Regions from separate parts of the Mus musculus genome. Here regions 1, 2, 3, 4, 6 and 7 are each linked to region 5. The links are chromatin contacts, called in public Micro-C, promoter capture Hi-C and targeted proximity ligation maps. All regions are on one chromosome and are shown on one strand. The core of a region is the stretch at or near the end of the contact, and the rest is flanking DNA. Distances in the headings are between cores, read along the strand shown. Region 1 holds the start of 9130401M01Rik (RIKEN cDNA 9130401M01 gene). Region 2 holds the start of Fbxo32 (F-box protein 32). Region 3 holds the start of Washc5 (WASH complex subunit 5). Region 4 holds the start of Zhx1 (zinc fingers and homeoboxes 1). Region 5 holds the start of Tmem65 (transmembrane protein 65). Region 6 holds the start of Derl1 (Der1-like domain family, member 1). Region 7 holds the start of Tbc1d31 (TBC1 domain family, member 31).

Region 1 (4,198 bases), core at 1,402-3,901, 790 kb after region 5:
GTCTAAAGCCCTCTCATTTCATTGGTTTACTGTCTTGAGGCTTATTAGGTGAGGCCATGTTTTTTTTTTGTTTTGTTTTTTGTTTTTTTGTTTTTTTGGTTTTTCGAGACAGGGTTTCTTTGTATAGCCCTGGCTGTCCTGGAACTCACTTTGTAGACCAGGCTGCCCTCGAACTCAGAGATCCACCTGCCTCTGCCTCCCGAGTGCTGGGATTAAAGGCGTGCACCACCATGCCCGGCTGTGAGGCCATGTTTTGCAACTCCGATTCCAAGCCCTGGCTCTTCAACTGTAGTAGGGGATTTTTAAAAGTCCTAATTCTAACTACAGTTTGGAATCTATTAGTCAGTGGTCTCTAGAGGCACAGAACTCATGGGTAGTCTCTATATAGTAAGGATTTGTTGATGACTTACAGTAGTCCAACTCCCAACAATGGTCAGCAGCAGCTGTGAATGGAAGTCCAAGGATCTAGCAGTTGCTCAGTCCCACAAGGCAAGCAGGTGAAGAAGAGAGTGAATCTTCCTTCTTCCATTGTCCTTATGTATGTCTCCAGCAGAAGGTGTAGCCCAGATTAAAGGTGTGTGCCACCACTTCTGGGATTCATAGCCACTATGCTTCAAGATCTCCCTGCCAAGATCCAGGTCAGAAACTTGTATCTCCCAGATTCCAGATTAGAATCACAGGTGAGCCTACCAATTCTGGATTGTAGTTCATTCCAGATACAGTCAAGCTGACAACCAGGAGTAGCCATTACAGTATCCATAAGGTTTCCCAGGGCCCTAATGGCTACATTCTCACTCTCAACTGGGATTCTATCATAGGAGGCAATGCTGGTAGACTCAAGCTGGGAGAAGCCTGCCTTGGCTGTTATATAAGATTTGGGGGGGCTGGAGAGATGGCTCGGTGGGTAAGAGCACCCGACTGCTCTTCTGAAGGCCAGGAGTTCAAATCCCAGCAACCACATGGTGGCTCACAACCATCCATAACGAGATCTGACTCTCTCTTCTGGGGTGTCTGAGGACAGCTACAGTGTACTTACATATAATAAATAAATAAATAAATCTTAAAAAAAAATTTGGGTTCACATTTTCAAATGAAAGGTAAACAATTACTAGTCAATAGACATAGCTTTCTTTTTGTAGACAAATCTGCCATGACTGTGGGAGTAGAGTAAGCAAGGAGGTTCTTTTAGCAAAAGGTTGGAAACTACTGAGCCCAGGAATCTTGAGTGCAAAGGGCAAAGAGCTATCACTTCCCCACGTGCAGCCCTTAAACAACTGCTGCCATTTTAGCACACGCTCTGGTTCAGTTGTTGGGCAGGAGGCTAGAGCTAGCAGGCCTGAGCAGGAGGGAAGACATTCTGAGATCAAATATCTTTCATAAAGAAAAAGCTGGAAGAACTCCTCCTTGCCCGCCTTTGCTCTGCTCTTCCTCCGCTCCTGGAGCAGAGATCTTGAATACACCCATGACACCCCTTTCACCTCTAAAGCTTTGTGTGCCTTATTTTAATCAATACCCATTTTATAGACTGGGTCACACAGCTAGCGAGCCAAGGCAACAGAGCCACACACACGTGGCTCTTGCAGTCCTTCAGTACTGTGCTGACACAGTTCTGGGCATAGACAGGGCATACTGGGATTAGGGCAAGTATAGCCCTTTTTAGGACATTATTTTTTTCCTGGTGATATTAGGAACTTTTCTTATAATTCTCTATAATATCTGAATTTTTCTTAATAAGAAGTATTGCATTTCTGATGAGAAAACAAAACAAAAACCCCAGGTATTAAAAAAGAACTTCTCTGGATGGATCCCACAGTAGCTACTGCCTGGAGGCTCCCTGCGTGGACTCTTCCAATGAGGCTATTGAATATGCACTGAGTTCCACATTTGGTGAGCCAAGGGCAGATGAATTTTGAAATCCGGGGAGGTGGTTTGGGTTGCCCTGTACGAGTCTGTAGAGTAGAAAATAGGGCTGAAGGAAAAACCCTGGAAGCAACTGGTGGAAGAGGAGCAAGTGTGAGGGCAAATAGAAAAGCTTTATTACTAGCTCCACATTAGTGCTCTATAACACAAGCCAGTGTTTTGTCCACGACCTTTACATTCTAGAGTCAAAACGTTTCTTGAAAGTCTCAAAATTCTGCTAGCCTTGATCCAAGTCTTTAAATTGTGATGTCTAGTTTTTTTAGTAAATGCGTGAAGAGTTCTGGTCTCTTCTTCAGAGACCCTGGGCTTTTGAACAAGTTACCTGACTTCTTCAAGCCCAGTATCTCCTTTTACAAGATAAGAATAACCGGGCTCTTCTCACAGTTATTGGGAAAGAAATTTTAGAAATAAAATGCAAAATAAAATGGGGAGAATACTGTCAGTGGTTTAAAGCTGATACTTACCAAGTTAACTGGCTCTCCAGAGACCACGACTATTCGAGGTACTCAGGAGGAACTCACTCTATCCAGCTCTAGACACAAAGAGGTCAAAACCTTTGTTGGGTGGTTTAGGAGGCCCTGGAGTCAGGCAAGAATTTCTGCTCCACCACGGAAATCCCCAGCCGCTGAAAGACTACCACTCCCAGAATGCAACGCTCCGGCCGACAACCCACCGCTTCCGTGTGGGCGGCGCGCCGGTGCCGCTCTACACTCTACCTTGCCTCGGCAGCCTTGGCGCGGCTGCTGTCGCGCGCTTTGGAGGCTGGGTGATGGGCGTCGCTCTAGGTGTCGCCTCGTTTCGAGGTCCAGTTGCACTTCCGCGCGATGGAGACCGGATGCTGGGTGCTGGGCGGCGAATTTGAGGACTCGGTGTTCGAGCAGAGGCCGGAGCGCCGGCCCGAGCCGCCCTCCCCCTACCGCGCCAAGCTCTGCGAGCCGCAGGTGAGACGGCTGCCCCTCTTGCCGCTCCGCTCTGGAGCCGGCCTGCGGCGAGGCCCACCACCGTCACTGTCCACCCGCCCTGCAACCAAGCACGGCGACTTCACTCTTGTACCCTCGGGTTGTCTGTCTCCGTCCCCCACCCTCAACCCACGTGTCCTGCAGGCGGGCCCGGGCTAGCATCACACGCCCCCTTCCTGCCTCCAGCCCCGCCCAGGTGCTCCGCCGTAGCATCCTTGCAGGCCTGCTGGCTGCCTAGAAGAATAAAATAGTTCCAAGCTAATTATGTTTCATCATTTCCTAGTAATGTATTGAGACTTGGATATGTTATTGTTGAGTTGGGATGGCTAGCTATGTGACTAAATGGTTGCAGAGTGCCGAACCTAACGGTGGCTCAAATACCTCGTCTCGAGTGACCCAGTGTTTAAAGAATAGAACAAAGTTTTTCTTACTGTGATGGCCCAGTAGAAGGAGAGGCACTAATTTAGCACGCTTATGATGAGCCTTGATACTCAGTGAAGTGTATTTCTCAGAATACAACCAAGCTATTACAATGTTAACTGTACTGAGTCAACAGAATTTAGAGACTTTCTTCAGCCTCAGCAGGTTTTATTGTAAAAGAGAATAGGAGATGCTTCTTTGGGGCTGGAAAATTGGGCATGCAGAATGCTTTTCATCCTTTTTTTTTAATTCTTTCTTGGTAGTTACATCTGGATCTCACCTTATGTCCAGTGGGTTTACATCAGAAGAGGTCGTCTTACAGATGTGTCCTCAGATCCTCCAAATCTTTGTCTGGGATGCACAGAAACCTGACTCCAGTTAAAATTTCCTGTGCTCTGTGTGCCTTTGTAGCATTTTTATAATAGGACCATCGCCATAATCACAGTTTCCTACGTCTTGTGCACAATTTTGTCAGTCCCTATTCACTCTCAATTGCTCTAAAAGAAAGCAGATAGCACTTTAAGAGTCACTGGACTGCACTTGGTGATGTCATTTCCAATAACTTCACTGTGGTTGAAACCGTGTGCTTTTATTTATTTTTTAAATCTGTCATTGACATGTATAGACATGTGATCATTACAACTTTTATTTTTTAAAACCACGTTCATTTATTTGTGTGTGGGTGAGAGAGCCATGGCACTGTGTGGCGGTCAGGGGACAAACTGCAGTTGTTGATTCTTTCCTTCCACCACATGGGGCCCATAGATCAAATCAGGTTGTCCGACCTAGTGACAAGTGCCTTTACCCGCCGAGGCATCTCACAGGCCGTCTTATCATTTTAATAAAAATTGGGCTGTCAGAGAGATGGCTCAGCAGGTAAAGTCACCTGCAGCCGAGTT
Region 2 (3,780 bases), core at 931-3,430, 610 kb after region 5:
ACAAGCCATTTTTATTATTGCTGCACTAATAAATTATTTATGGTGGGAAACCAAACTCAGAAAATCCTGGCTACTTGAAGACAGACTTTATTAAAAACATCTCCTTCCCCCTTGCAACACAGAACCCACAAGACACACTCGGTTCCTCGGCCTATCCAGCCTCAAGGCACAGTAGAAGAGACACTGCCACTGGCTACAGAGGCAGGGCTGTGGAAGAAAAGAACTGGAAGCTAATTCTCTAGCATGCTTTTATTTCTCTGCTTCTGCCCAGTGCCACCGTAGGTCCAGATGAATGTGACTTCCCAGGTCTGACTAGTAATGATGGGAGGCCAGAAGTCACCCTAAAGCAGTAGTCACTTATTCACACAAGAATTGCCTATGGAGAGACTGGTGAGTTGATTTGGTAGAGAGATATCATAAGACCCAAAAATTAACCTGCAAGCCCCACCGGCCAAAGAACAAGGACTAGGTAATTCCTTAGAATGCTGGGAGTTGTAGTCCTTGGAAAATATCAAAGCCACCTGGGAAAATACAATGGCCTTCAAAGCCTCTGTAAAACATGTCTAGGGGCCGCCACGCTGGGAATTCCAGAGAGTGGTCCTGACCAAAATTTATCCTGGTCAGTATTTAATTAAAGCTTGCTTCAAATTTGCCTCAACGTGGTAGAATTGCCCACCCCCTCCCCGTGCAAATCACGATTAACAGTGTCTCCATGGACACAGTGCTTGATGAACAGTCTTGAGGACCTGAGCTCAGACCCCCAGCACCCATGCAAACAAACAAACAAACCAACCCATTAAAGCACCTATATCTTTATCCTGGTGCTGGGAGACAAAATCCAAAGAATCAGAGGTTCATCGGCCTGCCAGTACAGACAATAGAGAGCTCCAGGCTCAGTGAGTCTGACCCAAAGATAAATAGGGACAAACGTGAGCAAGGAAGACACCTGACATTGACCTCTGCCCACCGCGGGCACACAAATGCACACTCTCTCAGAGGATGGAGGAAGATGGGATGGTTATGAATGGCCAATTCTGTGCCTGGTGGTAAGGCACTGGGCTGAGATGTCTCTAGACTAAAAGGGAGTTATGTTCTGCATAACAGGGAGGATCGCTCTGAGTTGAGAAGTAGCATAAGACCCTAGGTAATCACGGACTTAACCCTCTCTGAGGACCCCACAGCCTTTCACCTGAAAAACAGACTGGCCACCCCCTCGTGTTAGGAGAGATAAGCTCTTAACAGACTCTCTTCCCTTTCTGAAGCGGCCGTGAAACCCAGGAGGACTTTATAGCTAGAAATCAGAGAACACCAGGAATTGAACTCTGCGTAAAGGAAGAGAAAGAAGGGTTCCTGTGGTTCCACAGCCAAAAAAGCCCAACCCTGGGGCACTGGAGCAGCGAGTGTAGCCTGAGACTCCTTCCTGACTCCACGACCCTGGAGGCTTTGTTCTGAGCCAGGCGCCTCGACGCCAGCGCTGCTTGCCCAGAGTCCCTCAGAGTGGGACCCAAGACTGTCTCAGCTCTTCACTTCAACGCCATGGGGTCCGGACGCTGCGGGGGCCTCTTCTTTCCCCTTCCTTTGCCACTGGGGTAGTCGAGCTTGACAGCAAACGCATCAAATGACAGCTTTAAGGCGGAAGGAGTGGGGGTAGTCCCTCCCCGCCCCTACCGCACTGGGTCCCCTCTTTCACTTAGCACACCCTGGCGCCTGGAGTCGGTACTGGCAGTAAGAGAGGTTCAAAGAATGCACCCCTACCCGTCCCCAGACGTTCTGGCCTCCCCCAAGGCTGATCTGCCTGCAAAGATCGGTCCCGCAGCTTCCAGACCCTCTGGGACTGACAGTTCCCAACTCTCTAGGCTTCCTTGCTACACCCTGCTTGTCCGGGACCCGTAGAGGGGACCTAGTGCCGAGTGCAAGACCAGGATCTTGGTGGCGACAGCTACGCCTGATGGGGGAGTAGGGGAGGTGCAGAGGTGCCAGGGCACCGAGGGTCAGCGGGACATCTGGCCTGGCCATGCGGCTTCAAGTTTCCACGGACGCAAGGTTGTGCAACTGCGAGCAGAGCGAGAGCCGCGGGCGCCTCGGAAAACAAGGCGAGCCTATAAACAAAGCCACGTGGCCTCGGGGCGCGGGGGGGGGGGGGCGGGCTAAGAGCAGGCGGCTCTTCCGGCAACAAAGAGACGGGGCAGCGGCCCGGGATAAATACTGCGCTCGGGCAGCCGCTCAGCATTCCCAGAGTCAGGAGGCGACCTTCCCCAACGCCTGCGCCCCTGTGAGTGCAAGGATCCCCGCGCCCACCCAGGATCCGCAGCCCTCCACACTAGTTGACCCACTCTTGTCCCGGTCGCCGCCTGCGTCGTTCCCCAGCATCTTCCCAACGCGCCGCATACCCTGGGCAAGCCAGGCCGGTTCCTGGCTGTCAATCCGTCCCGTCCGTCGGTCGCGTCCGCGCTCTGTACCATGCCGTTCCTTGGGCAGGACTGGCGGTCCCCGGGCCAGAGCTGGGTGAAGACGGCGGACGGCTGGAAGCGCTTCTTGGATGAGAAAAGCGGCAGCTTCGTGAGCGACCTCAGCAGGTGAGGACATTCGCCGACTTCCAGCCCCACAAAACTGATTTTAGCTGGTCGGGGACGAGGGGGAAGTGCACACCTCAGGGGCAGGTGAAGGAGGGCAAGCAGGTCTGGGCCAGAATAAAGAGGGGGCTTCCGACTGAAGGGACAGGAGTGAGGTGCCGGGATTTCGGTAAAGGTCGCCAGAACCCGAGAGATGGGTAATTTAGTGTCTCCTCCTGATCAAGGACAGTGTCTCCCAGCAGAAAAGATCCCATACAGAACCCAGGATCCCTCAATCTGGCAATAGGGGATTATGTCCCTAAACACTTGAACACAGGCGCACAACTCATGGACTCTTCCTTTAGATCCCGCAATTGCAGTCACTGTTTTAAGTGGGTGCTAGCGACTTGGCTGTTTGCCTTTCACTGTCCTATGACAGGACCCCAAGAGTACAAGAGCGGTAGTAGTCACAAGCCGGATGACGGGCCCTGCCATGAGTGCTTGAAGGCTCTTCCCACGCGCAGTCGACGGCTGAGTGGGCCGAGAAAAAAAAAAAGTGACTGGGAGGGGCAGCCGATGGGCCCCGGGACAGCTTGCGGAGTGGGTCGTTGTGGTAACGCTTAGGGGCTGCGGAGGGAGGCAGGGAAGAAATGCAAGAACAGTGCTCTGCTTCAGGAAGGACCAGACACTTGCACCTGTTTCCTCCGTGGCCCTTTCGGTCTTTATACCGTGAGCACACTCCCATCCTTAGTGGTGCCTGCCCGCTGCAGAAAGACCACCCAGACTTGAAGTTTCACCTGAGCTCCGCTGTCTAGTGAAATCTGAGGTCAGAACAAGTGCCCACTCATAGAGTATCAGGTCAAGAATCAATCCCCAGCCTGGACAGCTGACTCCCTGAGACACCTGAGGAACCGACAGAAGTTTGTTTGGAGGCGCTGGTGCAGTTGAAGTCACCTTTCGGTGCTCTCTCCTCCCACTGTCCTTTGATTAACACACACACACACACACACACACACACACACACAACCTGCATCCCTAAGCTGACTTCAACAGAGACTTTTGTGAGTGTGCCAGGTGACGCTGAGTGAGATTTGCCAATGGTTGCTTGAATAAAGGTTTGGTAATTAATTATCAAGAAACCAGTGGGACCTCCAGGGCCTCCCATTTGTTTGTGATTTGTAATGCTTGAATTCCCTTTGTCTCCTAATGAGGTGAAACAGTTCCCTGA
Region 3 (3,784 bases), core at 158-2,657, 550 kb before region 5:
TAAGTTGGCCTCGGGAATTCTCAGCCTCTACGACATCAGTTTCTGATGCTTTTGAAACTACATAGATATAGTATTTCATTTATTGACATCTGAACATTCTAACACTATTCCTTGGGGATTGGTTTAACCTAGGGTTTGGAGGTTTAACACCTCCCCCAGGGAACTTCTAACATCACGTGGGGGCATTTTTGACTGTGGCACTGGAGGGGGGTTGGGGGGTGTCACAGACCAGCATCTATGGAATTGATAGAATTCTAGCAAGTACAGTACAGTCTCTCACCACAAGGAATCATCTGAAGACAAAGCGTAATCATCACATTAGTTAAGAAACACTGATTTACACCAACCCCTTCTTGGATCCTCTTTCCAATAACACCGATCTTTTTGTTACCAGTACCTATAGCCTCCAAGACAATCTACAACAAAGTTAAGCACTTCCTGAAGTCTCACCAAGTTATTGGGCTCAGCACACTATTTTGCTTCCCTTATATTCATGAAAGAGTTGCTGTCAAGTTAAGCCAGTTTTAAATAGGAAAACACGTTTCTGCACAGCATTACAGTAGGCATAGAGCAAACCAAAAGTTCGACCGCCTTTAAATCCAAGGTGATCTCATACGACAAGAGTTGAAGTGTCTCCGTTTTCAGCATGCATACACCCTTCTCTCTGAAACCTTCCCTCGCCCACGGCTCCTCCTCTTCCACACGCCTTCTCAGTTCCTAACACACATCTCTACTATATAACTTAATACGGCTAATTGCCGACTTCTACCATTCCTTCATGCTGGGATCTCCTTAAACTGGAACATGCATTAGAAGATATAAAACGTCGCCTCACAAAAATGAAATGAGCAGGACTAAATCCGTTAAGTTACCAAAGTAATAATAAAAACTACTACCATTTCCGGGTCACCACCAACATGCCCGTGCCCAAGAAGGTTGCCTCCCGCCCCGCTTCCCCCCTCTTTTTTCACACCGAGGCTACCACATCCCTTCACCTGCAGAAGTGAAATGGCACCTGTGGCCTTGAGTCCATCTGAGCTACCTGTTCATGCCTCAGTTTCAAAAGTCAGTTCTAAACAGTTTGTTTTGTTTTGATCACATAACCTGTGATCATATGTGAGCATAACCCGCCTCCGTCTAGTTGCTGCGGGTGAAGAGGCTCAGGCCCAGGTCCCCAGAGCACAGAGGGAGGCGACAACGCCGGCTAGACCCCTATCACGGTTCCTCCTGGATCTTACCTGGCTGTCCCACCTAGCTCGGTGATATCTAGCCGAACGTCGCACGCCCAGACCCCGACTCCTTTCCTCAGCCCACTTCTGTGGCTGAAACGACCCGCGCGCGCTCTGCGTCATCACTTGGCGCCCGCGAGCGATCACATGATGCCCGGGCCCGGGCCGCCGCCCCTTGGTCACGTGACGGGCTAGGGACTCCAGGACAGAAACCCGGGTCCCGGCAGCTGACGCTCTGCGGCCCGGGACTCTAGGGGGATCCCTGGGGTGGGAGACGGGGACCGGGGCGCCCAGTCCACGCGGCCAGCGTCGGACGGCTGACAGGTGAGTCGGAGGCGGGCCTGCGGGTTCGAGGTCCATTCCTTCCCCCGTGGGCCACGTCCGGTACTGTCCCCGGAGCCAACGGGAAAACCTAGGGCTTGCAGGGTTGGGGTTGCACGCCTGATGTTCACCCACGCCTTCATGGAAATCGCTCTTGCATGCTTCTTTGAAGCTTTTGGGGTGATGCTCAGCTACTTGGCCCATAGCTGAGCTTGCAAGTTTCTCGGAGCGGTGCCTTGCTAATGTGGCTGATCTTGCACTTACTCTCCAGAAAATCAAGTAGTCACTGGAGTGATGATGGGCGAGAGCGCGCGGGGGGGTGGGGGGGGGGGTGGGGGGGGGAATAAAAGTCCTGTCGCTCACTGTGAGTTTGTGCAAGTCGTTCCTCTATACCCTAGTCTCCCTCACCTGAGACATGGTGCTGTAGTCCTTGTATTGGGGGCAGGTAGTTCTACTGGGTCCTGATTCTTCTATGATAGGAAATTTAAAAGTTGGACTCATAAAAAAAGAAAAGAAAAGTTGGACTCTTGATTTCTATATAGATGAGGGATAGTGAAGGAGTTTTATTATCTCTAACCACAGCCAGGGACTCTTTCCTTAGGTCTGCTGTTCTCACTTGTGGGTTTCATGACCCCTTTAGCAAACCTGTTTCCATAAACGTTTACATTATGATTCTTAACAGTAGCAAAATTATAGTTACTAAGTATCAATGAAAATGATTTTATGGTTGGGGTCACCACAACATGTATTAAAAGGTCAGGAAGGAAAGTTGTCTTAGATGTTAAGAATTAATGAATCAGGACTTGAGAGATGGGCCCAGTGGCTAAGACTGTTTGTTTTTCCTGAGGCCCCGGGTTCAATTCTAAGTACCCATGTGGTGACTCTCAACTATCTATAACTCCAGATCCAGGGGATCCAACACCCTCAGACATCCATGCAGGCAAAACACCAATGGACACAAAATAAATATAATTTTAAAAATTCATGAGTCACATTGGGGTGATCCAGCTTATTCCAGAACTTTTCTGGGACAGCCTCTGTTATGGATTTGAGACTGCTTTCTTTAGGGATCTGAGGTTTTGTGAAAAGAAGAAAAAATCCATCTGCTTTTGTCCTCTACACTTTAATTTTCTAAAGATATTTTGTTCTGTACTTACTGGGTAACAGATGCCATTCTTGAAAACACGTTCCTTTGACAAGGGGTTCTTCCTATTTAAAAAAAAAAAAAAAAAAAAAAAGTTACATGCCAAGATCCTAAAACTAAAGCTGCCATACTTTGTAACCTATAAAGTAATATTAAGAAGGGAATTAAGATCTGTGGTTCTGTTCCGTGCCATTAACAATTCAGTTCAACCCAGAGTTAGAGTACTGGTGTTTGCAAGTGCTCTTTGTATGTGTTGGCTAACTTATGTCTCCTGCTCTCAGTAGTGTATAGACATCATGATAACTGGAGCTCAGGGTTCTGCACTACTGTATCTTCAGATCCTAAAACAGTGCTTGGTCTGCAGCTAAGGCCACACTATTAAATTATTTATCAGTTGAGTGTTAGAAGGCTAATATGAAAGTAGAGGTTGTCATTTTTCAAAACGTTTTATTATTTGTGAATCATCACAAATCACATCATGCATCCCAGTCCCACTTATCTCCTCATCCTCTCACCTTTTGCTCTTACAGCCCCTCCTCCAAAACACACACACAGCATAGAGAAACATCTCATTGTGGAAGCTGTAGTGTGTCTCACAGTATATCCCTCTCTCCACACATTTTCACTTGCAAATGTTCATCACAGTGAGTCATTGGTCTCTGGCCTCTGTGACACCATCAGTGTTGGATCCTCACTGGGACTCCTCCTGGTTATCCTGGTGTTGTTCTGTGGCCATTGATAAAACTTTAATAAGGTTCATCACTCAGAAACCCCAGAAGTATTCTATTTTATTCATCATCTCCCTAACTGTTGATAGCAACACAAAGGGACGTACAAATGTGAGTGCTCCTGATGCTGAAAACGAAGCTGGCTTCCTAGAAGGCGATGGATGACGATGTAGCTAAGTGGGTACAGTTTGTGACTCGCCCCATTTCCTTGCCCATCGTTTGGTTAGGCTGTTGCTTTCTTCGTCTACTTTCAAGATCCTGTGAACATTTCTGAACTCAATCCTCCTGTCCACCTTCTTGTTTCAAATCTGACTTCCAAATTATTTGTCCTAGAAAAGGTTTTAACTGTTATATTCTAAAGT
Region 4 (4,145 bases), core at 250-2,749, 750 kb after region 5:
CAGATTATATGCAAATTCCATACCAGTTTATTTAAGGGACTTGAACAACACTCTATTTGGGTATCATGGAGGGTTCCAGAACAATCCCTTTTAGATACCAACGGACAACAGGATGGCCTTACTCAGTTTTACATCTCCTTTAGTGTCCGGCACATGTGGTCCTCAAAAAGCAAATGGTTGAATGCATGAACAAAAGGTTGAATATCTGAATTTAAAATATTTTCTTTGTTCAGAGTTAAATCCTAAACTGGGATTCTCAGTGGACCTGGAACTGTCTTTGGGGTGAGCATAAACTGGTGTGTGTGTGTGTAACTTTTTGTCTTGTATTTTTCTTATGAGGGATACATAAATACATTGTGTATTTAAACACATTGTGTATTAAATACATTGTGGAGAATGCATTGTTTTATTTTACTGATGTTAGTACTGTATTATAAATACTTTCCATTAAACCACTTTCTATTAAAAACTACACTGATTTCTTAAATTCTTTGTATAAGTAGTTTGCATTCTGAATTTAGTTTCAAGGGGCTTGAGCGCTATTAATTTTTGTTTTAAGAATGGGCCGAGAGTGGGACAGGGTTGGGTTCCTCTGCTGGTGAGACCATTAAGCCTCAGCATACACAAGTTTTAGAATTTTAGGATGCAACTAAATATTGTGCACGTTGATATCAGCAGCCAGGTCTTCCCTTCATGTAAATGCAGAGTGCAAATTTTCGGGCTGGTGTGGCTTGGTGGAGCTCTGCTATCAAAACACAAAAGGGTCCATGACTGGAATGGGGGTGGGGACTAAACATCCAGGCGCCAAAGAGTTCTCTTACGTCCGTCCGGAGCGGCGAGTACAGGAGCGAACACTCGGAGTGGTTTCCTTTCGCCCTCGTTTGTTATATTCAATGGAACAATGACGAGAGGGCTGAAGGGCAGAGGTGGGGAAGACGCTGAGGTCCTCGGCTGGCCGCGCTGCGGGGCTGGTGCCCACTGCGGAGAGCTCGGCTTCAGTCAGTGGCTCTCCGGGGAAAGAGGGACGGCAGCAGGAAGCAGAGGCGGGAGGCTCCAAGTGGGGCCACACTTAACTTTTCCCGTCCAAAGCTGGAACTACGGGGCTCCTGCTGGACTCGGGCTAGGAAGAGGCGGAGCAGCGGCTGACAGGAGCGCGGGACTGTTGACAGCGGGTGGGGGCGCGGCTGGCATCCAGAGGGCGCTGCCAAGGAGGAGCCGAGAGTGACAGTGGGCGTGGCTTAGGGAGGGGCGGGGCCTTAGGACGCCGGCTCCGGGAGAGATGGGGTTGGTTTCGGAGGACCTAGGCAGTTTCAAGGGAAGAAAGCGACCGAGGTCGCGGGAGGCGGGGTCCGACTTCTGACGACCGCTGGCCGAGCAATCGCTTGAACGGGGCGGAGCCTCGCAGGCCCTGGAGGAGGAGCTTCTCGCGACGGGGCGTGGCTTCTAGTGACAGAGGCGTGGCCCCCTCCTGACAGGGGGCGTGACTCTCCCTGACAGAGGGCGGGGCGGCGCACACCTCCCGCAGCGCCCGGTTCTAGAGGAGCGGCCTGGGTCGCATCCCAGAGGAGCGGCGGAGTCCTCGAGTGGGGTGCCCGGCTCGTCCCCGCCTCGGCTGGCTCCTCCTCGCGGCCCTTGTGGGTTCAGGGAGCGGAGTCTCTCTCGCACCCTGGCCTGGCCTCTCGGCGCTTCTGCCGGGCTGCAGAGCTCCGTGGGGGGCCCCCTCGCGCGAGGGCCCTCCGAGTGGTTCCGGGGTTAGGGTTCACGGGTCAGAGTTGACTCCCTGAAAAGTGCAGTCGCTCTGAAATGCAAGATGGCGGCGGCGAGGCGCTGAGGCGAGGCGGCCCCTGCAGGTAGCTGCGCGAGCGGGCTGGGGACTGGGCCTCGCGGTTGCGGGTGGAACCCGAGCAGGAACTCGCGGCGGGTAGGGAAGCCGAGAGGCGCGGGCGCTGGCGCGACACGGGACGGGGCAGCAGCGGGACACAGACACCCCCCCCCTCTTCGGGACCCAGCCCACGGTGCTGGGGCACGCAAGATCGGACCCGGGGGGAACTGGGCCTGCCCCGCGGCGGGGCGGACGGAGTCGCAGCTCCCGGATTCTCTCGGGGGTTGTCAGAGCGAGGACGGAGCTCTGGGTGGAGGGTTTGGAGGGAAAGCCCCAGCGCCTTGGTTGGGAGAGCACTGAGTAACTTGGGGGCGCAGAGGGGATGGGGAGCCGGTCTCCCTGGGGGGAAGGACGTCTCTGGGACAGCGGACCCTAACTACCGTGCGGGTCCTGGGGAAGATCTCCAGCGTTGGGCCTCCGGAGGCGTGAGGCCACCTCGTGGGGACACGGCGCAGCCCCCCTCTGAAGAGTCAGCCAAGGATCTCCGGCTGGACTGTAGCGCACTGGCTTTGGGGTCGGAGCAACGGGAAACCTCAGCAGAGAAGACTCAGGAGTTGCATCCCCAAGAAGTATAGTGCGAAGTATATTTTGAGGAAGAGCAGGCTTTTAGGGGAGAAGTTCATTAAAGAGGGTGGAAACACACTTGTCTCTGCTTAGGTAGTGGAGCGGGAGTGCAGACTTGGGAGAGCGATGGACCAGAGGAAACTCCAAGCCTTGGGGCTTAAAGGGAATTGGCTAGGAGGGAATAAAAAGGACTGGGGTCTGATGGCAGGAAAGCCGAGCCCTGACTCATTTCTTGTGTATTTACACCGAAGTTCCAAGAGAGGGACTTAGAATTCTTTGTTTCGGTACTCCAAAGGTACCAGTAAGAAACGAACCAAACGGAAGAATAAGATTCTGTTTGCTATCCTTAGCTTACTCTGGGCAAAGCAATTGGAAAACTGAATGTAGAGAAGAAGCATAGATAAAGTAGGAATGCTCACAGTACTTTTCTGTCACTAACCCTTCTCTAAAAGACAAGACCAAAACAAACCAAGAAGAGATAAAATTTAGGAGGAAATTATGAGAAAGGCCGATTGAGAAGTTGTGACATTTTTAGGGTGGGATTCCATGCAATTCGAAGAAGCAATTCTCTCGGAGATTAATATTATGGCAAATGAAAATCCGGAAGGACCACTCCTTCCCCAGGAAAAGACTGTGTATTGTGGGGTACACAAGTACACCTTTCTATTTGTGGTGCTGGTCATTGTATTTCAGAAGTCTTTGTCCTAACACTTTAATTTGTATGCAGTAGTAATTACCTGTTTCTTTTTAAAATGCCTTGAAAAAGTCATTATTTCAAACTGGCAGTGGGGATTAATAGAAGTTTGTTCAAACAAGGCTACTGGCACATAGATTATTTCTAAAGAAGCAATTCTGATTCCAGATTTTAAGCGAAGGAAAGAAAGGCTGAGTGCTGCCAGGGACAGTAGTTGGGTAACAGGGCATATAAGGAAAAGGACATTCATGAATATTTTTTATCTTAGTTTCTCTCTCCATCCTCCAAGCATTTTAAAAGTATACAGACTAATTTTAGGCAAAGTAAAATGCATAATCTTAGATTTTGTTTTGAATTGAAGTTTCAAAACATAGCCTAGTCTGGCCTTGATGCCATGGCAGTCCTCCTGCCTCTTCCTTGTCAGTGCTGGGATTACAAGTGTGTACCACCATCTCAATCTTAGATACTAATTTTTTACATTTTTGTTTATTTGTGTTTGAGTGCAGTTATGTGCACATCCCACTGCCTGCATGTGGAGGTCAGACGACAACTTTCAGGAGTTCTGGGTAGCAGACTCAGGTTGTCAGGCTTGGTGGTAAATGTTTTTACTGACCAAACACCTCACTGACCCTTAGGCATTTTTGTTAATATAGAATTTATAGTATTTTATTTATCAATGATTTTTTTTATAGAACTACCTCTTGATATGTTTTATTTGACTGCTTAGATTAAAATGAGAAAAAAGCCGGGCATGATGGCACATGCCTTTAATCCTAGCACTTGGGAGGCAGAGGCAGGCGGATTTCTGAGTTCGAGGCCAACCTGGTCTAAAAAAGTGAATTCCAGGACAGCCAGGGCTACACAGAGAAACCCTGTCTCGAAACAAACAAACAAACAAAATGAGAAAAAATAAACTCCAAGAGTCCTAGTGACTTCCGTAACTTATGACAGTCCTGAGCCATTTGTACATTCTCAAAAGAGCTTAATGTTTTTGGTAGAGATGCT
Region 5 (4,305 bases), core at 827-3,326:
TGTCATGTGCACTTCATAACCTGGTAACCTTTGTTCTATCTGTATGACCAAAAGCACACCAGATCCTAGGCCCTTAAGCTAAACAGCCCATCTTCATGGTCGAGGTCACATGAACTTTACACATTAGTTTCAGTGTAGCTTTAAGCTTTATTGTGCAGGTGGGATTGGGATAATTGTTACCAAGAAACTTTTCCAAAATTGTACTTTATTTAAATAAGTCTAAAATAAACTGGTCTGGTGTCAGACTCCAGAAGTCTGAATCAGCACCAGCTGACTGCTGGCTGAGCTGAGGCTCTGGTAGTTCATTTCCCTGCTGCTGTAGAGCTTGCAGGACCCTCCCCCCCCCCCCCCCCCCCGCTCCCACAACACACACACACACACTGTACATGAAGCTGGATTTGGCCACAGTCCAAATCTGGTGCTTGGGACTTGGAAGAGTCCTGAAGGGTTTCTGGTTGTCATTCCAGCTCAGAAGGCTGTAGAAGGGAACAGTGGTGTCAGTGGAGGGCAGCAGTAGGAACAAAGGTGGACACGTTCTCTGGTAAGAATTGAAGGCAGTGTAAAGAAGCAATATGGGAATTTCAGAGTTTCGAGGAGTCCTCTTCTTCTCTAGGCCACCCGGCAGAAGGTGCCACCCACTCTAGGGGAGGGTCTCCCCCCCCCCCCCAGTTAGCCTCCCCCCCCCCGTCCCCCCTCCCGTTCACTCTTGAGGACATTAATTTTAACTGAAGGGTTTATAAAAGTACAGCTGATTGGACTCTCCGACATACTTTAAATCATCTCTGGATTACTTATAATAACCAATACAGTGTAGGTGCACGGAAATAGTTGTTACACTGTTCCATTAACGGAATAATGAGAAAGTCTGCAGATACATCTTTTTTTTCCAAGTACTTTTGGTCTGAGGTTCATTGCATTTGCAAGTTCAAAACCACAGCTGTGGGACTGGCTGTGCTGTCTTACGTGCTTATAGCACATTCACTTCATGCAAGGTTCTGAGCTGCAGCAGTGGTTACGATAAGGAGGGGATTTGGATCTTGATTACACTTGAGTAGATTTATCGTCTAAGCAGATTTATTTTTCTAAGATAGGGTGCCTAAGTGTCCTCAGATAGGTTCAGATAAAGCAGTGATCTTCCTTACAAAGAAGGGAACGTTTCATGAAGGAGGTGACATTTGACCCTGGCCTTGCAAATATCTAGGATCTGGGCAAGAGGGATGAGTCTCTCCTCCGCGTGGCACCAAAAGAGGGACATAAATCCCCAGAGACCATTCGATAAAGGTTTATGACATTCTCGCCCTGGCTCCAGAGTTGACAATCTCCAAGTAAACAGCTGTCGGGTCAGGGAAGAGTATTCTCCTCCCCAAATCTTAAGTCTCAGCCTCACACCCTCCTCTTTTTGGGACGGGTTGAGCCGGCCCTGCCGCCTTCCCCAGGGTGCTGCCAGAGAGGGCGTTTCAGCGCCGCACTGTCTGGCCTCGGTGGGCACTCTCTGGCTTGGCGAAGGGTGCGGCTCTTTGTGCTTCATGTCCCGCAGGCCTGGGCTGGGTGCGGTGACCCCACGAGGCTCTTATCCATCCGGCTGCTCCTCCAGGGCCGTCCGAACTCCAGATTTAGGACGGTGCTTCGGAGAGCAGTGCGGGAGCTGCACCACCCCGCCGGGCATCCAGCCCTGAACTCTATTTTGCTGCTCTCTGCCGTGCATTTAACACAGGCGGATGCCGTCTGACGGGGTAAGCACCCCTTCCTTTCCTTGCCACGCAAAGGAGTGGGTGGAGACTCCAGGATGAGCTCCCTCCCAAGCGGCTATGCGCCTGCGTGGCCCCGCCCAGTCCCCGCCCAGTCCCTGCCGCCCCGCCCTCCTATCCCGGGCTCCGCCGCTAGGGGTGGCGGCTGCGGCTCGGGCCTGATTGTCACGGCGCGGTTGCTTTGAGGGCGCAGCAGCCCTACCGAGTGAGGCCGGCGTGAGGCCAGAGGGTGGGAAAGCGGTCGGCGGCGGAGGGCGGCGCCGGAGGAGGGCGGCGCGCGGTGACTCATCCCTCTGGAAGATCAGACACGCTCGCCGAGCTCGCCCGCGCCGCCGCTCCTCATCCGGGAGGCGCCCGCCCGCCCGCACCGCCCGCCCGCTCCGAGCTCCCGGCCCGGCCGCGGCGCAGAAAGTTTTCCCGGGCTCACGGCCTGCGGGAAGCGGAGCGGGCACGGCTGGGAGGCGGTCGCCGCGCGGGCCCGCCGAGTGCATGGTGTCGGGCGCCCGGGCCGCGCGTCAGGAGGACCCGGGGCGGGGCCGGGCTGAGCCCAGCTCCTGAGCCTCTGTCCAGCTGCGCCCCGAAGCCGTCTTCCCTTGGGACCGCTGCGGGGGTCGCGCTCCAGCGCCATGTCCCGGCTGCTGCCGCTGCTGGGGAGCCGGACGGCGCGCAGCCTGAGGCCCGGCCCTGCCGCCGCGCCCCGCCTGCCGTCCTGGTGCTGCTGCGGCCGGGGACTGCTGGCGCTCGGGGTTCCCGGCGGTCCCCGGCTTCTGGGCACACACCCCAAGAAGGAGCCCATGGAGGCGCTGAACACGGCGCAGGGCGCGCGCGACTTCATCTACAGCCTGCACTCCACGGAGAGGAGCTGCTTGCTCAAAGAGCTGCACCGCTTCGAGTCCATTGCCATCGCACAAGGTAAGCGGGTGGGGCCGCCTGGGAAGACCTACTTCTCAGACCCCTGTCGCCTCCCCACACTCTGCCCCGCTCCTGGCACGGCCGAAAGGGGAAACTTTCCACCTTCCGAGTGTCCCCAAGACAGGACACGAGCGGATCGTGCCAGGTAGTTAGGGCCGAGCTTGGCTGGTGCCTCCCTGGCCGTGGAATTTCGGAGCTTCATCCTGAAATGTCAGCTGCCTCTCAGGGTTGTGTTTTGGTTTGTCCTGTGCCTCCTCTCTCCAGCCCTCCATTCCCTAAGCCTTTGGTGTCTTCCTGAGACCGTGTACCCATGCAGGTGGCATGCCCTGCCTGGTCTAAGAAAGTGCCAGGAACTGGGCAGGCAGCCGGAAACTTTCTTGAAGGTGTGTGGATGTCCCCTCCCAAGATGCTCTTGGTTTGTTATATTGCTTCTCACATTTGGTTGTGAAATGGCCCAAGGAAAGATTGTATCGAGCCAGCAACTGAGTGTGTACTGGAAGTCTGGAGATTCAAATTGAACTCCAGAGTTTGTTTCCTTGGAGTTTGAAAGAATGAAGTGAGTTTTTGGGTGGTTGGGGCTAAGAAATCTGTGACTTGAAAATGAAAAGCACACTTCTACTTAAAAATAATTGGGAAAGGATGAAAGGAAAGCTATTTTTAAACAGACACGTTAAGATAGGATATTTTTAAAACAAGTGCGGAATGTGGTAGGTCAGAATTTGAGTGTATGTGAAAAGGCATTGAAAAGATGCAAAGACTACAATGGATTCAGTCTTTAAAGTTTTTTTTTTCTTGCTATGTAAATTCTGTTGTATACACAAAAACACAGCTACTCTTTATGTGACATTTGGATGTGTTAGGAAGTTTTTAAATAGTTGAAGTTGGTAATATAAAGTATTATGTAAACATTCTGTAAGTTCTGAAGTATAGAACACTTCAGCACTGATTCGGAACGTGGCTTTCAGGCATCTTGAAAGGTTGCATTTGGCCTGTGCACGGGAGGAAAGCAAGCTCTTGCCTGATATTAGATTACCTTTACAACTTAAGAGACTTTTTATTGGTTGTATCCTTTACTACTCTGATTTTTTTTTTCTCCCCAGTTTAGGGGATTGTGAGCCACTATAAAGTAATGGATAATTTCAGGCATTGCTTACCCACAACACTTTTTCAGGAAAATGCAGTATTCCAATCAATTCAGTTAGTAAATCACAACATTACAGAAAATCATAACCGAAAACTAGCATACCTTTAGTCTATGTGTGGCTTAAAAAGACTCAAATTCTGAAAAAGTTCTCTTTGAAAACAATATAGACAGGCGTATCTTAGAAAGTCAGTTTGTGTCGCTCAGGTGAGGCTGTAAACGTCATTTTCCCTTTTCTAAAGCGAGGTCTTGGAAATTCTACATTGTCAACATGGTATAAGATTGGAGGATCCTTTGAATATAATTTTATAGCAGTTATTGAAATGCACGTTTTACAATATCAATACCTGACTTGCTAAATTTTATCTATTTTGCACATACCAGCAGGGTATTGGGTAGGAGTGTTAGATTTTCTAATGAAGACAGTGTTTTAAAATCTAAGATGGTTTTAGCTATCCTTGGAAGGACCTAAAACCTCAAGTCCATGGAGGTCATTAGCATCAA
Region 6 (4,255 bases), core at 1,368-3,867, 930 kb after region 5:
GCCTCGAACTCAGAAATCCTCCTGCCTCTGCCTCCCGAGTGCTAGGATTAAAGGCGTGTGCCACCACGCCCAGCTTCAGGTTGCTTTTTAACAGACTGACTTTATAACACACATATACATACACGGGTATGTTAGTATATGTGCACACATACAAAGACATCAAGAGTAATAAACACATACTTAGTACATTGCGAGGCAGCCCCTTTATCTCCTAGTCCAGAGTGTCAAGGTTTGGAAACTTCCCATAGCTGTGACTAAAAGGCAGGACTGGTTCTGCTGGGAGAGGTAGTGATGTCCTGATTGTTGCCATGGCATCTCCATTTGCAAGGTGGGGCTAACTGGCCTGTTATTCAACAGGAGGATTAATTACATATTGCCAATATGCTGAGGATTAATTACCTATTGCCAATATGCTGTGAACTTCTTAAAGAAATATGTGATCCTGTCTCGGGCATCCCCTGGGGACAGTGCTCCTGGATGATGGTTGGGACAGGCTCTCAGCTTGAGTCACTAGGCCCCGCCTGTCAGCATTAGGGAGCCTACAATATGGAGCTTCAGCTCTAGCCAGCCTTGTGACTTTGACTGTTGGCATCTCTCCAATTTTTTTCTAATTTCAGGGTTTTTTTTTTAAATAGAAATAATAGGAAATGGGCTTTTATTTTTATTTATTTATTTTTAAATCAAGCCAGGTATGATGGCGCACTGCCTTTAATCTCAGCCCTTGGGAGGCAGAGGTAGGCAGACCTTTTGTGAGTTTGTGGCCAGTCTGATCTACAGAACAAGTTCCAGAATAGTAAAGACTACACAGAAAAGCCTCATCTCAAAAAAGGTGTAAAAATGATTTCTATGTATATGAGTGTCTTGCCTGCATGCATGCATGCACATGGTGTATGCATGTACCTGGTGCCTACAGAACTGAGGTAAGGTCAGATCCCTTGGAACCAGAGTTATGGGTGACTGTGAACCACCATGTGGGTGCTAGGAAGAGAACCCAGGTCCTCTGCAGCGCAGAAAGTGCTCTTAACTGCTGAGCCATCTCCCCAGCCTCCTCCTCCTCCTCCTCCTCCTCCTCCTCCTCCTCTTCTTCTTCTTCTTCTTCTTCTTCTTCTTCTTCTTCTTCTTCTTCTTTCCTTCTGCTTTTTTGACAGAATCTTGCTATGCAGTTTGGGATGTCCTGAAACTCTTGCTCTCAAGCTTTCTGAGTGTGGGGTTGCCTGTTCCCCCACATCTACCTTGGACTCCTTCCTAGGCTTTTATGTGGATGTCTCATTTTGAGGTGCATTCCCATGTGAGCCATCTCTACCGTCCAGTTACCAGGTCCTTCTAAAGGCAAGGACCCCAAAGAGAGATGAAGTGACTTTCACAACATTAGGTACTGCTAAGAAGTGGTTTGTCACAGTATAAACGCCAGTGTTTCTAGAGTGTTTGAAATAATGGAGCACTGGAAAGTATGTGGAAATGCACATGGACCTCGTCTTTGCCTGGAGGATGTGAGTCACGTGGGCCACTTGGACCTAAGATTTTCAATTCCTTTACAACGTTAAATAATTTTTTTTTCCAGAGCCCAAATTTCACATTTTTTAAGTTTGAGGAATTTTTTTTTCCCGATCTGAGAACACCGAGTCTGTTTCTTTTCTTATTGTCCAGACCTGATGGTAATTATGTTACACCTCAGCTCTGTGTTTACAACGCACTGCCTCTTCCAGTTTGGCCGACAGTTCCTCTCCCTCCACCATCCAATAATGATGATTTTGGATTTTGTTTAGAGAAATGGGTCCAGGGTTCTTTGGTGAGCAATCTCTTTGATTGCAGTAAGTTCAGATACTTAGTTTACTACAGGTCAGTTTACACCTATGTTCTTTACGGAAAGTTTTACTGATCCTAAACCATATTTTCAAAAAAACAAAACCAAACCAAAACAACAACAACAAAAACCAGCAACTGAATAAAAGTTCTAGTGAAATCGGTATCTTTCCACCATTTGTTTAAAACAACCATCTTCATTTCTAATTTAAAGCCCCCCAATGAACCAGATCATGTCCAATTATAAATGCGGTCTCAAATGCGTCTCAAGATTTCCCAGTCCTCCGCTGCCACTCTAGCCCCCCCATCATCCTAATCTTTTCCCGTATCCTCTGAAATTCTTCTTCATAACTCATTTGCTTTTCTGTCTACCCTGAGACTGCAAAGTTCAGGTACCGCTACCGTGCTCACAGCCGCAGCTGCATCCCCAGTGTCTAAAAATTTGCCTGAAGCTGTGACTAAATGAGGAACTATATGCGCTATCTCTTCCTTTCCCTTTAAATAAATACTCTTCAAGAGGCACTACTCCGATTACAACTCCGGGGAGAACTAGGGCATGTAGCTTCCCCATTGGTTTGCAAGACTGGCCGTTGCTCTGGGTAACCACTGTTTCCTACTAGCCTTGCCGTCGTCGCCCCGCCTCTCCTGCTTGGCCCCACCCCAGGACGTCGAGTCCCGGTACTGAGCTGCAAAAACGGCACTGGCCCTTTAAGCCGCCGGGACACTTCTGGTCACGTGGACCGCGGCCACCGGAAGGGGAAGTTTCTCTTGTGATCGCTGCCTAGCTTGTCCGAATTCGGTGGCGCCACGTCCGTCGGTCTCCGCCTCCTGCACAGCGGCTGCGCCTCCACTTTCCCTGGCCAAGCCGGCCGCGGAGCGCGGGGTGGGCACGGGAGGACGCGCGGCGCTGCGCAGCCGGTCACCTGACGGGCGACCATGTCGGACATCGGGGACTGGTTCAGGAGCATCCCGGCCATCACGCGCTACTGGTTTGCTGCCACCGTTGCTGTCCCCTTGATCGGCAAGCTCGGCATCATCAGCCCGGCCTACTTCTTCCTCTGGCCCGAAGCCTTCCTCTATCGCTTCCAGGTAGTAGCTGGCGTAGGGCGGTGGAGACTACAGCCCCCAGGTGTCCCCGCGGCTACGGAACGGGTTCGCCGGGCTGCGGGGCGCGCTGGGGCTGGTGGGATCTGTAGTGCGTCCGCCTCCAGGGGTTTAAGGCTGGGGTCCTTTGGGTCCCGGGAGGTCCTGGGGTCGAGTGTTAAGGCTTAGATAATTTAGAGTCGCGGACTGGCCTGCTAGGACGTGACTCACAATACCTGTCTGGCAAGATTGTACTTCCCGCCTTCCGCACTCTGAAGTGAGAGGTAAGTTGCCATTCTGTTGGCAAATTGGGCCCACCTACCTGAATGTCTTCCTCCCTCCTTCTATCTATGTCGTGGGTGGCGATGCCATCTTAATCAGTGGTGTCTACTTGACATAATTCTGCGTGGGTTGTTAGCGTGTTTACAGTTTCTCTCTCCTCCCTAAAGCAGTGGTGTAAAGGCAGATATTAATAAGAATTAATTTATCTGTATTTCCTACGGGCCCTATCCGATCACCTGGCATATAGCCGTTAAATGTTACCAGTGAATGAATAAACTACTCAGGAAACGGGAGATACTAATTTTCTTAAGCATTAAGGATATTAGTCAAGATTATCATTCTAAGCCAAAGAATGTTAGTTTCCTAGAGGTTATTTTTATTGATTCTGTGATATAAAAATTTAATCAGGGGACGCTCAGATTATATTAGATCTGGATTTCCACACATTCCTTAGCCTTCTCTTTCTACTTTCCACTGGATGTTATTTTCTCGTCTCCTTTGCTGATTTCTCATTTTCCTCACCCAGATGTTGGGATATGCTCTTGGAGTCCGTTATAGGATCCTCTGTAGTCCATCCCTTGGACTTAGATCTTTATCATACAAGGGGCATAAACACATGAATGGGAGACTGTCGGATATGTGAGTATCTTTATTGTAGTGGTGGAAATCACCACCTGGTGACCAGTAGACATATAATCAAATCTCCCTTTCATCTTTGCAAATAGCAACTGTGTTTGCTAGGGGGGTTTAGCAGTCATAGAGACATCCCTGAGTTCTTTTTTTGGGTTTCCTGTTTAGTGCTGGGACTCAAACCCAGAGCATAGCACGTGCTAGCTGAGTGCTCTGCCATCGAGATGCACATCTTGTATGGCCTCTTGACTTCTTTTCCCCACCCCAGAATCTGTCAGCTTAGACAGCTGATTCTGCCTCAGCTGTCTATTCGGAATCCAGGCCTTTCTCCATCGAAAGCTGTTAGCATGCCGGCTTTGCTCTTTCTGTTCTTGCTGAGCAGCCGGGGCAATCGTGTGAGAACAGAAATCATGTCCTGTCAGTCTCCTGAGACTCCTCCCATATCTGTGAACTGGGA
Region 7 (4,117 bases), core at 3-2,502, 910 kb after region 5:
TCAACCTCTGAGACTTACTGCTGAGTAAGCTCACCCTTTTTAGTTCTTTCTGAGCTCTGCTGGCTGGTTCAACTTAGCTGTCCTGGCTCAAAACTGCTTTCCGAGCTGAAAGGAAAACGCCGAAGAATCTCCACTATTGACAAGATTGTTTATTCAATAGGTCAACGGGTGAATAGCACTGATAAAGGGTGGACAGCCACCAGAAACCACAGTGGCTGGCTGGCTAGTCAAATAAGTGGCTGATCCACTTATAACTGCTTTCAGCTTACAAAAACACTTAGTCTGATTTCTAGGGAAGCAACTAAAAGATAAATAGAAAAGTCTCTTGAGAAACAAACCTCGAGGTATGAACCCAAGTGATACTATGCAGTCCACGCAAACGTAGGTAATCAGAAACACCAAGATCGCTTAGGCAGGCACCATGGGAACCAAAACAAATGGGGGAGGGGGCAAAGACTCCCACTGACGTCACACAAGAGGCTGCGTGTTAAACCCGCTACTCCAAACAGAATAAAAGGAAGCACAGGCGGGTAAAAGTCCCCGCACCAATGACAGGCCCTGCAACACTCACTGCAGAACTTAAGTTTGTTCCAGCGTTGTTCCATAGTGAAAAGCGTGCTTGGCCCACACTAGGCTCTCAACATTACAGGTGTGCAATGTAATGAATGACTTAAGGATGGAGAGCATCGGCTTTTGGAAAGGTAGATGTGCATTGCTTTCTTTGCTCCCATCACCTCCTGGAGTTTTTTTTCCCCCCAACTGGAATAGACATTAATAAATCAAAGCAGGTGGAGTCCTGGCACTCAGCTGAACTGCAAATTCTTTTGCACAAGTCGTAGAGCCTTCTCCTGCCTGCCTCTCACCGTGACCAGGGACCAGATTCTGGGACAACTGCAATCTACGGTTTCCGGAGCTACTTGCTCCTCCTGAGGTCCCAACCCAGGGATGCAGCGCACGGCCAGAGTCAGAATCCCCGGGCCAGCATTCCTCCTCCACGCTTCCCACTTCAGTCTCCCGCAGACCCGCCCCCTCGTCGGTCTCCACAGCCCGCGGCCTCACCCGTCGTGAGTGGCTGGCGATGGCTTGCGGTGCCATATCTTGCCGCTCTCCTTGTTGCCCAGGTCAGTGCTCTGCATGTCGAACCCCGACCCCTACCCCGACTCCGATCCGCGGCTGACCCGGTGAGGGTAACCGTCCCGAGAGCTACCCAGCAGTCCCCGCGCGCCCAACCCGGGAAATTCGAGCGGCCGCCGCGGGGTCTCCGCCCCCAAGGACTGTGCCAATCACGCGGGGGACGCCCCTTCTAGTTACAACCAATCAGGACGGGGATCCGCCCACCTCCGCTCTTGTGGTCCCTCCACTCTGGACAATGGAAACAACCAACGGCTTCTCTCTAGACTCCACCCCTTTTCTGAGGCTTCTAATTCTGCGACCCAAAGGCTTCAGGGAGTTGTAGTTTTCTGAAAACCAAGTCTGGGACTTCAATTCTCTGACACCTATAGGCTCAAACAGACACCAAAAGTGTTTTTCTCCTGAGAGCTTGCTGCCTCCTGCATTTCGTTCTCTATTGCGTTTAGAATAAGAGATTTATAGAAATAACAAAGATGCAAAAGACAAGTTCGTTGAGAAATGGAGGAGTTCCTTTCCTAGAACTTACAGGCACGGCAGAACTCCACAGACCTAAATGAATTCCGCTTTGTTTGGTTTGTTTTTGTTTATTTTTTGCCATACTCATCACGCTTTAATTGCGTAAATTTACAAGATGCTCCCACATTATGGTTTGCAACCCACTCCTCATAATCTAGAAAAGTAAAAAAACGTCAAGAACCAGCTGCACTGGCATCGGAAATCTTTTTCACTTAGCAAAATTCACTCAGTGTTTCTTTAGTGCTTACTACGTGTGGCTGTCCCGCGTGCTTAACAGGCCAACGCACTTAATTCACAGAGAAGCAATTTAGATAATACTTTTAACTCCACTTCAGTGATGTATGAAGTTGCAAGTCGATTTCTAATGAAATCGGTCCACGTTTGGCGTATAAAACAGAAATAATGCCAGGTAGTAGTGGCACACGTCTTCAATCCCAGTACTTGGGAGGCAGAAGCAGGCAGATCTTATGAGGTCAGGCTAGCCTGGTCTACAGAACTAGTTCCAGGATTGCCAGAGTTACACAAAGAAACCCTGTTTCGAAAAACCAAAAACCAAATGAAAAGACCAGAAATGTATTCTCTCAACATTCCGTGTCAACAGAGTCTGGCAACAAAGATTTTCTTCTTTGTCTGGGATAGCCACCTTTTGTTTGTTGCAAATATCTCTTTACTTTTCTCATATATGAAAATAAATGAAAAATCTTAAAGTAAAAATTAAATGAGGTTTTCAAAAGAGAGTGTAAATATTTTTAAGGGAACACGACTTGAGTTCACCACACTGCTAGGAAAGGACCTTTCTCTCCTGATCGGTTTTGAGCTGTAGTCATCTGATGTGTGTATGACTCCTGAGACTTAAGGTGTGTATCCAGACATAGTCAGGCTCTGCCAAAGACTTATCCGATGTGTATGTATGTCTTTCCTTCTTGTTGTTAATGAGGCATGTAATGGTACTTGGTTTATTTATTTATTTATTTGTAATGACACTTGTAACATAGCCTCTGCCCTTTGTCAGCTTCAGTAAGCTTCTTACAACTGCTCCCTCATTAACATAGATCAGCCGCACTTCTGACCCACACCTGCTTCTGTCTCCTGTTCCCTTTGGGGCACTCATGCAAGGCTATTTGAGTCGGTATCTCACAAGGTTCTCTCTAAGTCTCAGAGCTTGACTTGCCATTTACTATGGACAGTTACAGTTGGATTTAGGGTTCACAAGAATAGTCCAGAATGATATTCTTAGATGAAACTCAACTTAAAAAAAAAGATTTATTTATTATTATATGTAAGTACACTGTAGCTGTCTTTTAGACACACCAGAAGAGGGCATCAGATCTCATTACGGATGGTTATGAGCCACCTTGTGGTTGTTGGGATTTGAACTCGGGACTTTTGGAAGAGTAGTTAGTGCTCTTAGCTGCTGAGCCATCTCACCAGCCGGAAACTCCTTAACTTACATCTTCAAAGATTGGTGCATGTGCGCACGTGTGTGTGCGTGTCTGTCTGTCTGTCTGTCTATGTATATGTTTGCTAGGCTTCACGCATACTTCGAGTAGTATGTAGACATATATGAGGGGAGAGGGGAAAGAATTTGATTTGCCACAGATAGGTGCTACTATTATCCCTATTTCCTAGGAAATTGAAGTAAGAGGAAAGCCAAAAGAGAGGCATGATCCTTCTGTTCTTGAGCCCCATGATTTTCAACAACAAAAAAAGCAACCACAAAAGAAATGTTTGGTCAGCAGCATGACACATTCCTATAATACTAGCACTTGGGAGGCTAAGACTGGGTGATTTCAAATTGGAGCCCAGCCTGAGCCACAAAATTTTACTTTGGCTCAGAAAAAAAAAATCCTATGGATCATTAGTCAATAACAGACACATACACACTCTATATATATTCTTAATTTGCATATTTAAAGTATATAATTGTGTAAGTTTGACATAAGTACTCATTGTGAACCTACTACCAAATCAAGAGGATGAACATATCTGTCACCGTAAGACTCCCTCCTGTCTCTCTCTCTTTTTTTTTTTGAGACTCAGTTTCTCTGTATAGTCCTGGCTGTCCTGGAACTCACTCTATAGACCAGGCTGGCCTTGAACTCGGAAATCTACCTGCCTCTGCCTCCCACGTGCTGGGATTAAAGGAATGGGCCACCACTGCCCGGCAACAGCTTTCTTCATGTGTCTTATACACCAATAAAATTAATGTATACAAAGCATCAAAGATTAACAGTAACATTAATGATGATTCCCATGGTACTCAGAGCCCTTAGAGGCGCCACCACGCCCGGCTCCCTCCTGTCTCTTCTTTGTGATCTTTTTCTATCCCCATCCGACTTGGTGTATTGCCACGGCTGGATGTTGTCTGTCCCTCACATTAATTATTTTCTAGACATTTATATAACTGGAATCTTATTCACCCCCTCCTTTTTCTCCTTCATTTGGATTCTTTTTTTTTTTTTTTAAGATT

The links. Promoter capture Hi-C pulls out the DNA fragments that hold promoters and counts their contacts. Hi-C and Micro-C count contacts between places; a contact is called where the count stands out from the background.
Region 1: a promoter capture Hi-C map of pre-B cells shows a contact between it and region 5, with 5 times the contacts expected there. A contact is called at or near these places in 4 of 39 promoter capture datasets (cranial neural crest, liver and pre-B cells), 1 of 484 Hi-C or Micro-C datasets (embryonic stem cells) and 1 of 130 datasets of targeted methods (embryonic forebrain).
Region 2: a contact with region 5 is called in a promoter capture Hi-C map of embryonic stem cells, with 4 times the contacts expected there. A contact is called at or near these places in 13 of 39 promoter capture datasets (the C10 cell line, cranial neural crest, embryonic stem cells and 7 more), 5 of 484 Hi-C or Micro-C datasets (CD8 T cells, embryonic stem cells and regulatory T cells), 7 of 130 datasets of targeted methods (astrocytes, embryonic stem cells, large pre-B cells and 3 more) and 2 of 9 other capture datasets (embryonic stem cells and liver).
Region 3: a promoter capture Hi-C map of pre-B cells shows a contact between it and region 5, with 7 times the contacts expected there. A contact is called at or near these places in 5 of 39 promoter capture datasets (the C10 cell line, cranial neural crest, hematopoietic stem and progenitor cells and 2 more), 1 of 484 Hi-C or Micro-C datasets (CD4 T cells) and 1 of 130 datasets of targeted methods (large pre-B cells).
Region 4: a contact with region 5 is called in a Micro-C map of embryonic stem cells, with 7 times the contacts expected there. A contact is called at or near these places in 7 of 39 promoter capture datasets (the C10 cell line, cranial neural crest, hematopoietic stem and progenitor cells and 3 more), 5 of 484 Hi-C or Micro-C datasets (CD4 T cells, embryonic stem cells, erythroblasts and 1 more), 5 of 130 datasets of targeted methods (astrocytes, bone marrow-derived macrophages, memory CD8 T cells and 2 more) and 1 of 9 other capture datasets (liver).
Region 6: a contact with region 5 is called in a targeted proximity ligation map of memory CD8 T cells, with 5 read pairs. A contact is called at or near these places in 3 of 39 promoter capture datasets (the 3T3-L1 cell line, liver and pre-B cells), 1 of 130 datasets of targeted methods (memory CD8 T cells) and 1 of 9 other capture datasets (liver).
Region 7: a promoter capture Hi-C map of pre-B cells shows a contact between it and region 5, with 5 times the contacts expected there. A contact is called at or near these places in 1 of 39 promoter capture datasets (pre-B cells), 1 of 130 datasets of targeted methods (extraembryonic endoderm stem cells) and 1 of 9 other capture datasets (adipose tissue).

The regions. Positions count from the first base shown.
Region 1 is chr15:58,032,747-58,036,944 of GRCm38.p6, reverse strand. 9130401M01Rik (RIKEN cDNA 9130401M01 gene) reads left to right here and starts at 2,651. Exons shown (of 6, transcript NM_029418.4): 1 at 2,651-2,861. The coding sequence starts at 2,745.
Region 2 is chr15:58,213,292-58,217,071 of GRCm38.p6, reverse strand. It overlaps Fbxo32 (F-box protein 32), which reads left to right and starts at 2,180. Exons shown (of 9, transcript NM_026346.3): 1 at 2,180-2,576. The coding sequence starts at 2,461.
Region 3 is chr15:59,371,810-59,375,593 of GRCm38.p6, reverse strand. It overlaps Washc5 (WASH complex subunit 5), which reads left to right and starts at 1,407. Exons shown (of 29, transcript NM_153548.3): 1 at 1,407-1,553. Nsmce2 (NSE2/MMS21 homolog, SMC5-SMC6 complex SUMO ligase) reads right to left here and starts at 1,396. Exons shown (of 7, transcript NM_026746.3): 1 at 1,239-1,396.
Region 4 is chr15:58,073,862-58,078,006 of GRCm38.p6, reverse strand. Zhx1 (zinc fingers and homeoboxes 1) reads left to right here and starts at 1,499. Exons shown (of 4, transcript NM_009572.4): 1 at 1,499-1,850.
Region 5 is chr15:58,821,198-58,825,502 of GRCm38.p6, reverse strand. Tmem65 (transmembrane protein 65) reads left to right here and starts at 2,076. Exons shown (of 7, transcript NM_175212.4): 1 at 2,076-2,660. The coding sequence starts at 2,375.
Region 6 is chr15:57,890,780-57,895,034 of GRCm38.p6, reverse strand. Derl1 (Der1-like domain family, member 1) reads left to right here and starts at 2,617. Exons shown (of 8, transcript NM_024207.4): 1 at 2,617-2,892. The coding sequence starts at 2,740.
Region 7 is chr15:57,909,334-57,913,450 of GRCm38.p6, reverse strand. It overlaps Tbc1d31 (TBC1 domain family, member 31), which reads right to left and starts at 1,252. Exons shown (of 21, transcript NM_001081396.2): 1 at 1,060-1,252. The coding sequence starts at 1,136.